Linked DNA regions of Sus scrofa: all the other regions are linked to region 2. Evidence: chromatin contacts called from public promoter capture Hi-C data. All regions are on one chromosome and are shown on one strand. The core of a region is the stretch at or near the end of the contact, and the rest is flanking DNA. Distances in the headings are between cores, read along the strand shown. Region 1 holds the start of MTRF1 (mitochondrial translation release factor 1). Region 2 holds the start of SUGT1 (protein SGT1 homolog). Region 3 holds the start of KBTBD7 (kelch repeat and BTB domain-containing protein 7).

Region 1 (3,853 bases), core at 757-3,256, 300 kb before region 2:
AGGCTCCCTGAGGGTGAAGATTTTTGTCTTTTCTATTCTCTGCTAAATTCTCATGTCTAGGACAGTGAGAATGTTAATGGCACTCAACAGTTACTGAATGAATGACTGAATTTTTTTTTTTTTTTTCTGGAGGAGAAAGGCCACATCAGAGCTTAAGAGCTACAGGTCACTAAGACAGATGGCCTTGACTGAATCTCAGCAATATCACTTAGTAACTCTTTTACCTTGGACAAGTTACCTTAACGCTGTGCCTTCGTTTTCTCTTCTGTAAAATGGGTATTTTAGGGTTGTCGTAAGGATTAAATTAATTAATAGACCTAAACCATTTACAGTAGTATCTGATATGTAGGTGGTAGAAGTTGATACCTTGAGGAGTTCCCGTCATGATGCAGCAGAAACGAATCCGACTAGGAACCATGAGGTTGCGGGTTCAATCCCTGGCCTCCCTCACGCGTTGCTGTGGCTGTGGTGTAGGCCAGCAGCCATTGCTCTGATTAGACCCCTAGCCTGGGAACCTCCACATGCCACAGGTGTGGCCCTCAAAAGACAAAAAAAAAAAAAAAAAAAAAAAAAAAAAGAAGTTGGTATCTTGAAATAGGTAATAAACATTAGATATTTACATTTATATCTAATTCCCCCCCCCCTTTTTGGCTGCACCAGGGGCATGTGGAAGTTCTCAGGCCAGGGATCAAACCCACACCACAAGAGTGATCCAGGCAGCTGCAGTGACAACACCAGTTCCTTAGCCCACTGTGCCACAAGGGAACCCTGAATTCTCCTTTTTTTATATTTGGTCACAACATAAGAAAATATGCTGTGAAGTCAGTAATACAGAATTATATTTGCCTTTGCTTTTCGGGAAGAAATACTGAGGCACTAGGTCAATGATTTGTAAATTCAATCTCCAAGCTCTGTATCGCTGTTAAATATTCAAAGTAAGGCAATCCATCCCTGGCCTTGCTCAGTGGGTTAAGGATCCGGTGTTGCAGTGAGCTGTGGTGTAGGCTGCAGACGTGGCTCGAATCCAGCGTTGTGGCTGTGGTATAGAGGCCATCAGCAACAGCTCCGATTAGACCCCTAGCCTGGGAAACTCCATATGCCGTGGGTGCAGCCCTAAAAAGACGAAAGACCAAAAAAAAAAAGTAAGGCAATATATTTGCATTTTCCTGAAACTGTTTATTTTATTTATTTATTTATTTTTAGGGACACACCTGCAGCACATGGAGGTTCCCAGATGGGGTCTAATCGGAGCTGTAGCTGCTGGCCTACACCACAGTCACAAGGGATCTGAGCTGCATCTGCAACCTACACCACAGCTCACAGCAACACTAGATCCTTATTTAACCCACTGAGGGAGGCCAGGGATCAAACCTGCACCCTCATGGATGCTAGTCAGATTTGTTTCCACTGAACTCCCCTGTTATGATTTTTAAAAATACAAAGGCACAGTCTCAATTAGTCATTAGGTATTTCCTCAAGCAATGGAAAAAACCTCTGAAGTATTCAATGATAAAAAGGTATTCTCATTTTAAAAAATTAGGAATCGCTACTCTAGTGACTCCATCTATAAAGAAATTCTTGTATATACTTATCTCTTAGGCACAGCTGTAGAAAATCTCTTCTGGGCTTGCCTAAAATGTTGAAAACCAAAACTCCACCTTCGGCCTAGGGCGTTGGGGGTGGGGCCCCCTGTCGGAAATAAACTACAACTCCCAGAATTCTCAGGGAGGCGCTCTGGGGAGTTACGGTTCTTTCAATGTTCTGGCACAGCTGCTGCCGCTCGCCGGCTCCCCTCTCCATCGCAACCTACACTCTGGACTCCGACTCCGGATGAGCACGAGGCTTGGTTGCCTCTTGGGAATTTTCCTCGCGTTGCCACTTTTCTCTTTTGTTTCTTCTGGTAGTTTATTATGCACACCCAAGAACTACTGCTCCCGAGAAAAACCCAGACGGAGGAGAAGGTGGCTGGAAGCCTTTAGCCGGAAGTGGCGAACCCGGAAGTAAAAGTGATCAGGTGTCTATAGGGCTGAAATCCTAGTGGATCCCAGAAGGTTCCCTCGGTAAGGAAACCTAATGTCCTTTTTTTGTTGTTTTTTAAGGTACTCACAATTCACTTCTTTTTTCTGATCCTAAAAGTCTTTTTTCTTTCTCCAGCTTTTTTTCTCTATGGGATCACTCCATATGCCGCGTTACACGGTGTGGCTTACACGTGCTGCTCTCGTGTGGGCTTAGTATCACTACCCACTTGCCGAGGCTGAGCGTTCCTTCCAGAGTATCAGCTTACTCTTGTTACTGTGGAGGGTGATGGAGAAGACTTGCTATGCTCAGGTATAGATAATGGAGAATAAACATCTTGCGTTTTATTTAACACAGTTTCATGACCTTGAGAACTGCTCATTCTACTAACTGTGCCTAAAATGGAAATTTAGCTAGAAATGTTGTAACAAAAATCTTTTTGCCTTTTTATTGTCGTCGTTCTTTCCATTTGCAAATGGAAACACTTCTGTGATGTCTTTGAGACTGTGCGAAGACACAGAAACTCCTGCTGGAGGACTGTAACCTTTGTGGCTGTTGGACATTAACGAATGTGATTATGTTAAATTTTGTCGGTATAACTCTGTAGACTGGATATTTTAGAGACCATTCCAAATAGTGTATTTCCTAGGAAATAATACTCTCTGAAATAGCAAACTTAAAATGATCAAAGGAGCTAATATATGAATGCATGTAGCATAGATGGAACACTGTAGACAATTAAAGGTTGGTTCTGATCAATTTTGACCCTTATTGCACCTTTGAACCACAGGATTTTAGGGGCAAAGTATTAGAACACTTTATCTTTTCCCCTTTATACTCAGTAAAATTATTGTGTACATTTGTTAGCTTTTTTTTTTTTTCTGTCTTTTTGTCCTTTTTAGGGCTGCACCCGGGGCATATGGAGGTTCCCAGGCTAGGGGTTGAATCAGAGCTGTAGCTGCCAGCCTACACCAGAGCCATAGCAATGCAGGATCCGAGCTGCATCTGTGACCTACACCACAGCTCACAGCAACGCTGGATCCTTAATCCACTGAGTGAGGCCAGGGATCGAACCTGCAACCTCATGGTTCTTAGTCAAATTTGTTTCCGCTGTGCCATGACAGGAACTCCTACATTTGTTAGCTTTTTCAATGATCTGTTCAAAGGAAGGAAAACAGCCAATTTCACTAAACCTGTAGTGTTTTTTTTTTTTTTTTTTTTTGGCTGCACCAATGGTTTAAAGTGACAGCGTCAGATCCTTTAACCACTGTGCCACCAGGGAACTTACCATAGCTTGTAATTTTATTTATGTATGTATTCATTTTTATTGTTTTTAGGGCCTCACCTTTTGCGTATGGAAGTTCCTGGACTGGGGTCGAATTGGAGCTGCACCTGCCAGCCTACACCACAGCTACAGCAATGCCAAGTCCAAGCCACACCTGCAACCTTCGCCGCAGTTTGCAATAACACTGGACCCTTAACCCACTGAGTGAGGCCAGGGATTGAACCTGCATCTTCATGGATACTAGTTGAGTTCTTAACTTATTGAGCCAACAGGATCCCCCGTAACTTTTCATTTTTTTAAGTAATTTTTTTTGCCTGATTATAAAAGAGTTATGTGCTGTACCTGTAGGAAACTTGGAAAACACTGAGAAGTAAGAAAAAAAGAAAGCAAGCAAAAAGTATCCTTAATCCCACAACTAGAGATCGTCATAACATTTTGGTATGTTTCTTTCTTAGTTTTCTTTTTTTCAAAAAAAAGGTCTTCCTCAACTTAGAATGGGGTAAACCCGTGTATTTCATATACTCTAGAAAAATTTGAAAACTTTGTTGGGAA
Region 2 (3,358 bases), core at 263-2,762:
AAAGTATGATAGTAAAGCATCTAGAAGAAAACACAGGTGACTCTGTTCATGGCTTTTGAGTAGGCAAAGCCTTATACTAGATGCAAAAAGAACTGATCACAAAAGGAAAGCTCAAGAGTTCTGGTGGTGGCTCAGCGGTAAGGATCCTGACTAGTATTAATGAGGATGCGAGTTTGATCCCTGGCCTCACTCAGTGGGTTAAGGATCCAGCATCTCGTGAACTGTGGTGTAGGTCGCAGATGCAGCTCAGATCTGGCATTGCTGCGGCTGTGGCATAGGCCGGCAGCTGCAGCTCTGATAACCCCTAGCCTGGAAATTTCCATATACCCTAAAAAGAAGCAAAACAAAAGGAAAGATCAGCAAACCCAGTTTTTTCTTAGTTATTTCTGCAATTCTTACCATCCCCTCCATCCCTATTGTTACAGACCTATTTATAAGAGTCACTTTGGCTTGTAATACAGCAGTTGTCTTCCAACTGTTCTTTTTTCTTTCTTTCCTTTTTTTTTTTCTTTTTAGGACTGCACCCTTGGCATATGGAAGTTCCCAGGCCAGGGGTCAAATCAATCGGAGCTATAGCAGCCAGCCTACACCACAGCTCACCGCAAAGCTGTTTCCTTATCTGAGTGAGGCCAGGGGCTGAATCAGTATCTTCATGGATCCTAGTTGGATCCGTTTCTGCTGCACCACAACAGGAACTCCCCAATGACTGTTCTTTTCCTTTATTCTTTGATAGCACAGATAATAAACATTTAAAATGTAAATTTCACTAGTACAGCCTTCTTTTGAGTAAAAATCTTATAATGGGTTAGGATCCTTCAGAGAAGCTCATCCCAACTTCTCAACGGACCACAACTAGTCCTTTATGACCTGGCACATAACCTACCTCCCTGCCCTCTCTGCTTCTAGCCTGAATTTTGGCTCTATCAATTTTAGAGTTCACATTATCACTTGCTAGCATTCATCCTATTCCGTCTGAATTGCTTTTTTCATTTCCTTCACTGATTCGTCTTTCCAAACTGAAGCTCGAGTACAAAGTGTTTGAGGATTCCATCCCTAGACCTTATGGGCGGCTAAAAGCCCCTTGTTACCACATCACTGACTACTGTCTTTCTTTCCTTTTAGCACTTAGAACTAAATTGACTTAAGTTTCTGGGGGGCATTACCACCACTGAATCCCAGGACTTAGTTTAGATTTTGGATGTAGTAGACACTCAACTTCAGTTATTCCTTCATCTCTACTGAGGAACCAACCATTCACTCCCACTCCCTCTTGCTCCCGGACTCCGGTCCGTGGAACCTGCTGGAAGTTTCGTCTATCTAAACTGCATGGGTCAAAAGTGGGAGGGGGCCTGTCCGACTAGGTGTAAAGTAACACCAAGACAACTTGAGGGTCCATTTCTCCTTTCAATGCCTTCGGATGGAGTACGTTTTTCTTCTTAGTCTGGGAAGCCAACGAGGAAGACAACCTTAGGTCTGCGGAGTCCTGGGGCCCATGGAACAGTCCACCCGCCCCGGAACCAAAAGGCTTCCTCTGCTCTACCCTCCGCAGAGGCAGAACGACTTCCGGAAAGTCCGCGGCCTTCAGGGTTCCCAGCGCCAAGATGCCGGCACCCACCAATGCGCCGCGCCATCCGGAACTCGCTCCCGGAAAAGAACACGTAGCGCGGGATGACGTCACGGGTCACAAAGGGCTCGGTTGCTTCCAAGAGCCATGATGAGCGCTGTAGGGAAAAACGGAGCTCGATGTGCTTTGTGTTATTAACAGACATATAAACTCCCCCAAAGTCCACACGTTCCCGAAGGAGAACAGTATGGTACAAAACTCCTTTCAAGCTAGCGCTCCGGAGGCTCCACGGGACTGTGGGCGCGCAGCGGGACGGAGGGCTAGCGTGAACCACCGCGGCCTCCGTAACCGAGGCTGCAGGGGGCGGAGCCTGCGGGGCTGGTCTCCGGCCAGGGGGCGGGCCGGGAGAGTCGGTCCTCCACGGTCCCAGCCCACCCCGCGCCCGCGCTTCGCCTCCCCTCCCCCCCCCCCCCCCCGCGGCACGCTGCGTGGCTGCTCGTTGGCTCCTTAGGACGGAAGCTCGGTTGGTGTTTCTCCAGAAGTTTCCCCCTTGGGCGGCGGCGGACTGGTAACCTCGGTAGGAGCGGCTCCAGCAGCGGTAACAGTGACCAGTAGGGATGGCGGCGGCTGCAGCGGGACCTGCAACGGCCCAAAGGTGCGTGTTTTACCTTTTCTTTGCTATTTATTAGTACCCAGCATCCTCTGTTTTCCTTGGTTAGTGCGCCCTGCTGAAGTCGTTGTTTTCCTGGCAGGTTTTTCCGGAGCTTCTCAGATGCTCTGATCGAAGAGGACCCCCAGGCGGCGTTAGAGGTGAGCGAGCTGGTCCAGCTTCCTTCACTTTGCTGTGGGCAACGGGGGGGCCGCGTTGGGTTCTGGCCCACCCCGCCTCTTCGCAGCACTGTTTTCCCGGGGCCGGGGCTGCTGCTTGTCTTGTGTCTCAGTCTTGATATTGAAAACCCCCGCCTCTTTTCTCTGTCCATCAGCGGCCCAGTCACTCCAGATCCCAGTTCTTGCTACCTCCCTCTCCTAGACGGTTCCTGCATCCTCGGAGCGTCTCAGTAAAACCTGCCTTCTTTCTTGGGAATGTGGTTGACTTTCATAGTTGGCCTGAAAGGGCCTGGTTTTTTTTGTTTGTTTTTAATGGCATTAGGGACAAAAAGGAAATTTTAGGCTTGATATTTGTTAACTCGGCTTTTCGCTTGACTAAGTCATCCTTGCCATTTTAATGTACCAGGCTCTGTGCTAAGTGCCTGTATGAACTCGCTACTGGAACAAAAACCTTTCCTGTGTGTGCCTGAAAATTTCCAGATGTCCTGTCACTGTTCATTATTCACTCATTTGCTTCTTCCTCAAAACAATTTCTTGGGGTTTTTGTTGTGTGCAAGGAACTGATTGCTGTGGGTTAAAGTCTTAGTTCGATGTTTAACTGACTTGGTGGGCATTCTGTGTGCAATGAAAGGCTATAAAGGTGTAAAGGAAAGCAAAAAACAAGAGTGAAGTCATGATTGAAACTAATAAAGGGAGCCCACATTAAGAATACGTGATGCAGTGGGTCCCAAAGTTTAGCCAGGTGTCTCTTGCTTGGAAGCTCAAGAGGGAACCTTGGTTCGCAGTTGTGATCCACCACATGGAAGGTGAGCAGTTTGAGGCAGGAAAACCTTTTCCTCACCGTGACTTCTAAAAGAAATCTGCCACATGGTTGGTTGAGGAGGTGACATCTGAGCTGAGGCCTGAGGGAGTGAGCTTGGAAGCTCTGGAGAAAGATGATTTCAGGCAGGAAGAGGAGCCGGTTTC
Region 3 (3,782 bases), core at 602-3,101, 260 kb before region 2:
CGAGCCCACAACCTCATGGTTCCTAGTCAGATTCATTTCCGCTTCGCCACAACAGGAACGCCTAGATTATTTCTAATTTTGGTTATTATGGATAAATCTACTATGAACATGCACTAGTCTTTTTATGGACATGTTTTAATTCCCCTTGGGTAAAGGCCTGGGAGTGAAATTATTGGACACAATATTCAGAGAAACCACAACAGTTTTTTGTTGTTTTTAGGGTGTTTTTGTTTTGTTTTGTTTGTCTTTTGGGGCCACACCTGCGGCATATGGAGGTTCCCGGGTCAGGGGTCGAATTGGAGCTGTAGCTGCTGGTCTATGCCATGGCCCACAGCAATGTGGGATCTTAACCCACTGAGCAAGGCAAGGGATCGAACTTTGTCCTCACGGATACTAGTCGGGTTCGTTTACTGCAGAGCCAAGATGGGAACTCCCCCAAACAGTTTTTAAAAGTTATTCTCCTGCTGTGCGCTATCCACCTATTCATATAATATTGAAGATTTCATTCATTAGGTTATGGTAACACTTCACAAACTAGCAACAGGAGTGGTCTGGGTTTTAAATAAAAGTTCTCTAACAAATCTCTAAACACTTGATTTTGAATATTTAACTAATGTTGATTAGTACATATATAAAACACTTCTTTAAAGCATAGGCTGTACTGTATTACTTCAAGGAATGTCAGGGCATATATGAATCCCAAGCTGTTTGAATCTTGTGCTTTTGTACGATTCAAGGTATGTTTGTTTAAATATTTTAATTTAAAACTCTCGTTAAAACTCCTTAATAAAGACAGTTCCAAAATCTTCAAAGGATTGGTGGAAAGGAACTGAAAGAACAGTATGAGTAACACTCATATCAAGAGGTTGTGAAAATAACCTTGTTCCTCGGAATGAAGTGTTGATTTGGTGAGATGCCAACCTATTTATATGCCTGATTTTCATATTTAAGGCCATCTATAAATGCTGTTCTCTAGGACCTCATCTTTGTCTAAGACATCCTAATGATTTTTTTTTTTTTTTTTTGGTCTTTTTGCTATTTCTTGGGCCGCTCCGGCGGCATATGGAGATTCCCAGGCTAGGGGTCTAATCGGAGCTGTAACCACCAGCCTACACCAGAGCCACAGCAACACGTGATCCGAGCCGCGTCTGCAACCTGCACCACAGCTCACGGCAACACCGGATCGTCAACCCACTGAGCAAGGGCAGGGACCGAACCCGCAACCTCATGGTTCCTAGTCGTTAACCACTGCGCCACGACGGGAACTTCAACATCCTAATGAATTTATATGTCACTTAGTACTGAAAATATTGTAATAACGTTCAGAATCTTCCAGAAGTAGCAACATTAAACACTGGATGTTTTCTTTGCAGTAATTGCTCATGGTTTCAAGTTAAGTGGGTGTCGCACTCTTAATAAATTCTAAGAGAAAAGCCGACAATTATTAATCTTTATATTTTAAACAGAGTGTAAGCACTTAATTGTTCTAATCAACAAATATTTGGGGAAATAACTATTAAAAAATTAAAACACACACACACAAATATTTATTGAAGCATCCTGTGTCCTATGCAATTTTTATCTCATTTCATCCTCACACGACCCTAGGAAAGACTATTCTCCCCATTTTGCAAAGAAGGAAAAGTTCTCAGAGGGAAGCTACACAGTTAATAAACATTAAAACTGGGCTCTTACTCTGGACTTCAAAGCCAAAATGCCAAGCCGTCGGAGCCGGGAGAATAAACGCTCAAACCCTGAAGCAGTCTTGCCCCGGAAGCCTCGCGATATTACTCAAACTACTACTCCCAACATGCAAAGCGCCTTCTCTGCCGCCGCTAAAGTGGGCGAGTGGGGAGGGCCCCGCCTGCGTCAGGCGCGAAAGGCAGTCTGGGAGTGGTAGTTCTCCTGGAAGCCTACCGGTATTGCCAGCGCGGCAGTGGCGGATCTCTTGGTTCCAGCCAGTAGGTCCTGTGAGGGCGAGTTGAGGCGGAGAAAGGGCGCGGAACTGGAAACGGGTGAGTCAGGCACTGTCTACGCTATAAAGGGAGGCGGCACCGCGGTGTAGGGCTGAGTTAAGTAAGCGCGGCCCCCGCGCAGTCTCTCCGGAGACACCACAACCTTAGCGTCAGCGAGAGAAGGGTGAGGAGGCGCCCGAGCCCGGTCTTTGCACCCGTTCTCGCCCTCAGCTCCCTACCAGCATCTCCACCATGCAGTCCCGGGAAGAAGCTTCGCGCTCTCGCCGCCTCGCCAGTCCCCGCGGTGGGAGGCGGCCCAAGAGGATTTCCAAGCCTTCGGTTTCGGCTTTTTTCACGGGGTCGGAGGAGCTGAAGGACACGGCCCATTCCGCAGCCCTGTTGGCACAGCTCAAGTCCTTCTACGACGCGCGGCTGCTCTGTGATGTGACCATCGAGGTGGTCACGCCTGGCAGCGGGCCTGGCACGGGTCGCCTTTTTTCCTGCAACCGTAACGTGCTGGCCGCCGCGTGTCCCTACTTCAAGAGCATGTTCACCGGCGGCATGTACGAGAGCCATCAGACGAACGTGACCATGCACGACGTAGATGCCGAATCCTTCGAGGTGCTGGTCGATTACTGCTACACGGGTCGCGTGTCCCTGAGTGAGGCCAACGTGCAGCGCCTTTACGCGGCCTCGGACATGCTGCAGCTGGAGTATGTGCGGGAAGCCTGTGCGTCGTTCCTAGCCCGCCGCCTTGACCTGGCCAACTGCACGGCCATCCTCAAGTTCGCCGACGCCTTCGACCATCACAAGCTGCGGTCGCAGGCCCAGTCCTTTATCGCGCACAACTTCAAGCAGCTCAGCCGCATGGGTTCGATTCGCGAGGAGTCTCTGGCCGATCTGACCCTGGCCCAACTGCTGGCTGTCCTGCGCCTGGATAGTCTAGACATCGAGAGTGAGCGGACAGTGTGTCACGTTGCGGTGCAGTGGTTGGAGGCGGCTCCCAAGGAGCGGGGTCCCAGCGCTGCCGAAGTCTTCAAGTGTGTCCGCTGGACACACTTCACGGATAAAGATCGGGAATACCTGGAAGGGCTGTTGACCAAACCTATTGTGAAGAAGTACTGTCTGGACCTCATGGAAGGGGTCCTGCAGATGCGATATGGTGACATGTTGTACAAGTCTCTGGTGCCAAAGCCAGAGAGCAGCAGTGGCAATTCTGTTGTCTCCATAGCAGAAAATCCACCCCAGAGGCTGGGTATGTGTGCCAAGGAGATGGTGATCTTCTTTGGCCATCCCAGAGATCCCTTTCTGTGCTATGACCCATACTCAGGGGACATTTACACAATGCCATCACCTTTGACCAGCTTGGCTCATACCAAGACTATCACCTCCTCAGCTGTCTGTGTCTCTCCCGACCATGACATCTATCTGGCCGCCCAGCCCAGGAAAGACCTCTGGGTGTACAAACCAGCCCAGAATAGTTGGCAGCAGCTGGCAGACCGCCTGCTCTGCCGGGAGGGCATGGATGTGGCTTACCTCAACGGCTACATTTACATTTTGGGTGGGCGGGACCCTGTTACTGGAGTTAAATTAAAGGAGGTGGAGTGCTACAGTGTTCAGAGAAACCAGTGGGCCCTAGTGGCTCCCGTACCCCATTCCTTCTATTCCTTTGAACTGATTGTGGTTCAGAACTATCTTTATGCTGTGAACAGCAAGCGCATGCTCTGCTACGATCCCAGCCATAACATGTGGCTGAACTGTGCTTCTCTTAAACGCAGTGACTTCCAGGAGGCCTGTGTCTTCAATGATGAGATCTATTGTATCTGT

Evidence for each region. Promoter capture Hi-C pulls out the DNA fragments that hold promoters and counts their contacts.
Region 1: a promoter capture Hi-C map of liver shows a contact between it and region 2, with 7 times the contacts expected there. The contact joins the promoter of MTRF1 here to the promoter of SUGT1 in region 2. A contact is called at or near these places in 1 of 5 promoter capture datasets (liver), 1 of 47 Hi-C or Micro-C datasets (heart right ventricle) and 1 of 2 datasets of contacts at active chromatin or transcription factors (alveolar macrophages).
Region 3: a contact with region 2 is called in a promoter capture Hi-C map of liver, with 8 times the contacts expected there. The contact joins the promoter of KBTBD7 here to the promoter of SUGT1 in region 2. A contact is called at or near these places in 3 of 5 promoter capture datasets (fetal liver and liver), 3 of 47 Hi-C or Micro-C datasets (heart right ventricle and liver) and 1 of 2 datasets of contacts at active chromatin or transcription factors (alveolar macrophages).

The regions. Positions count from the first base shown.
Region 1 is chr11:25,602,063-25,605,915 of Sscrofa11.1, forward strand. MTRF1 (mitochondrial translation release factor 1) reads left to right here and starts at 2,007. Exons shown (of 12, transcript NM_001243580.1): 1 at 2,007-2,060; 2 at 2,155-2,328; 3 at 3,650-3,739.
Region 2 is chr11:25,903,930-25,907,287 of Sscrofa11.1, forward strand. SUGT1 (protein SGT1 homolog) reads left to right here and starts at 1,513. Exons shown (of 13, transcript XM_005668449.3): 1 at 1,513-2,219; 2 at 2,317-2,374. The coding sequence starts at 2,182.
Region 3 is chr11:25,641,810-25,645,591 of Sscrofa11.1, forward strand. KBTBD7 (kelch repeat and BTB domain-containing protein 7) reads left to right here and starts at 1,852. Exons shown (of 2, transcript XM_003130995.5): 1 at 1,852-3,782. The coding sequence starts at 2,208.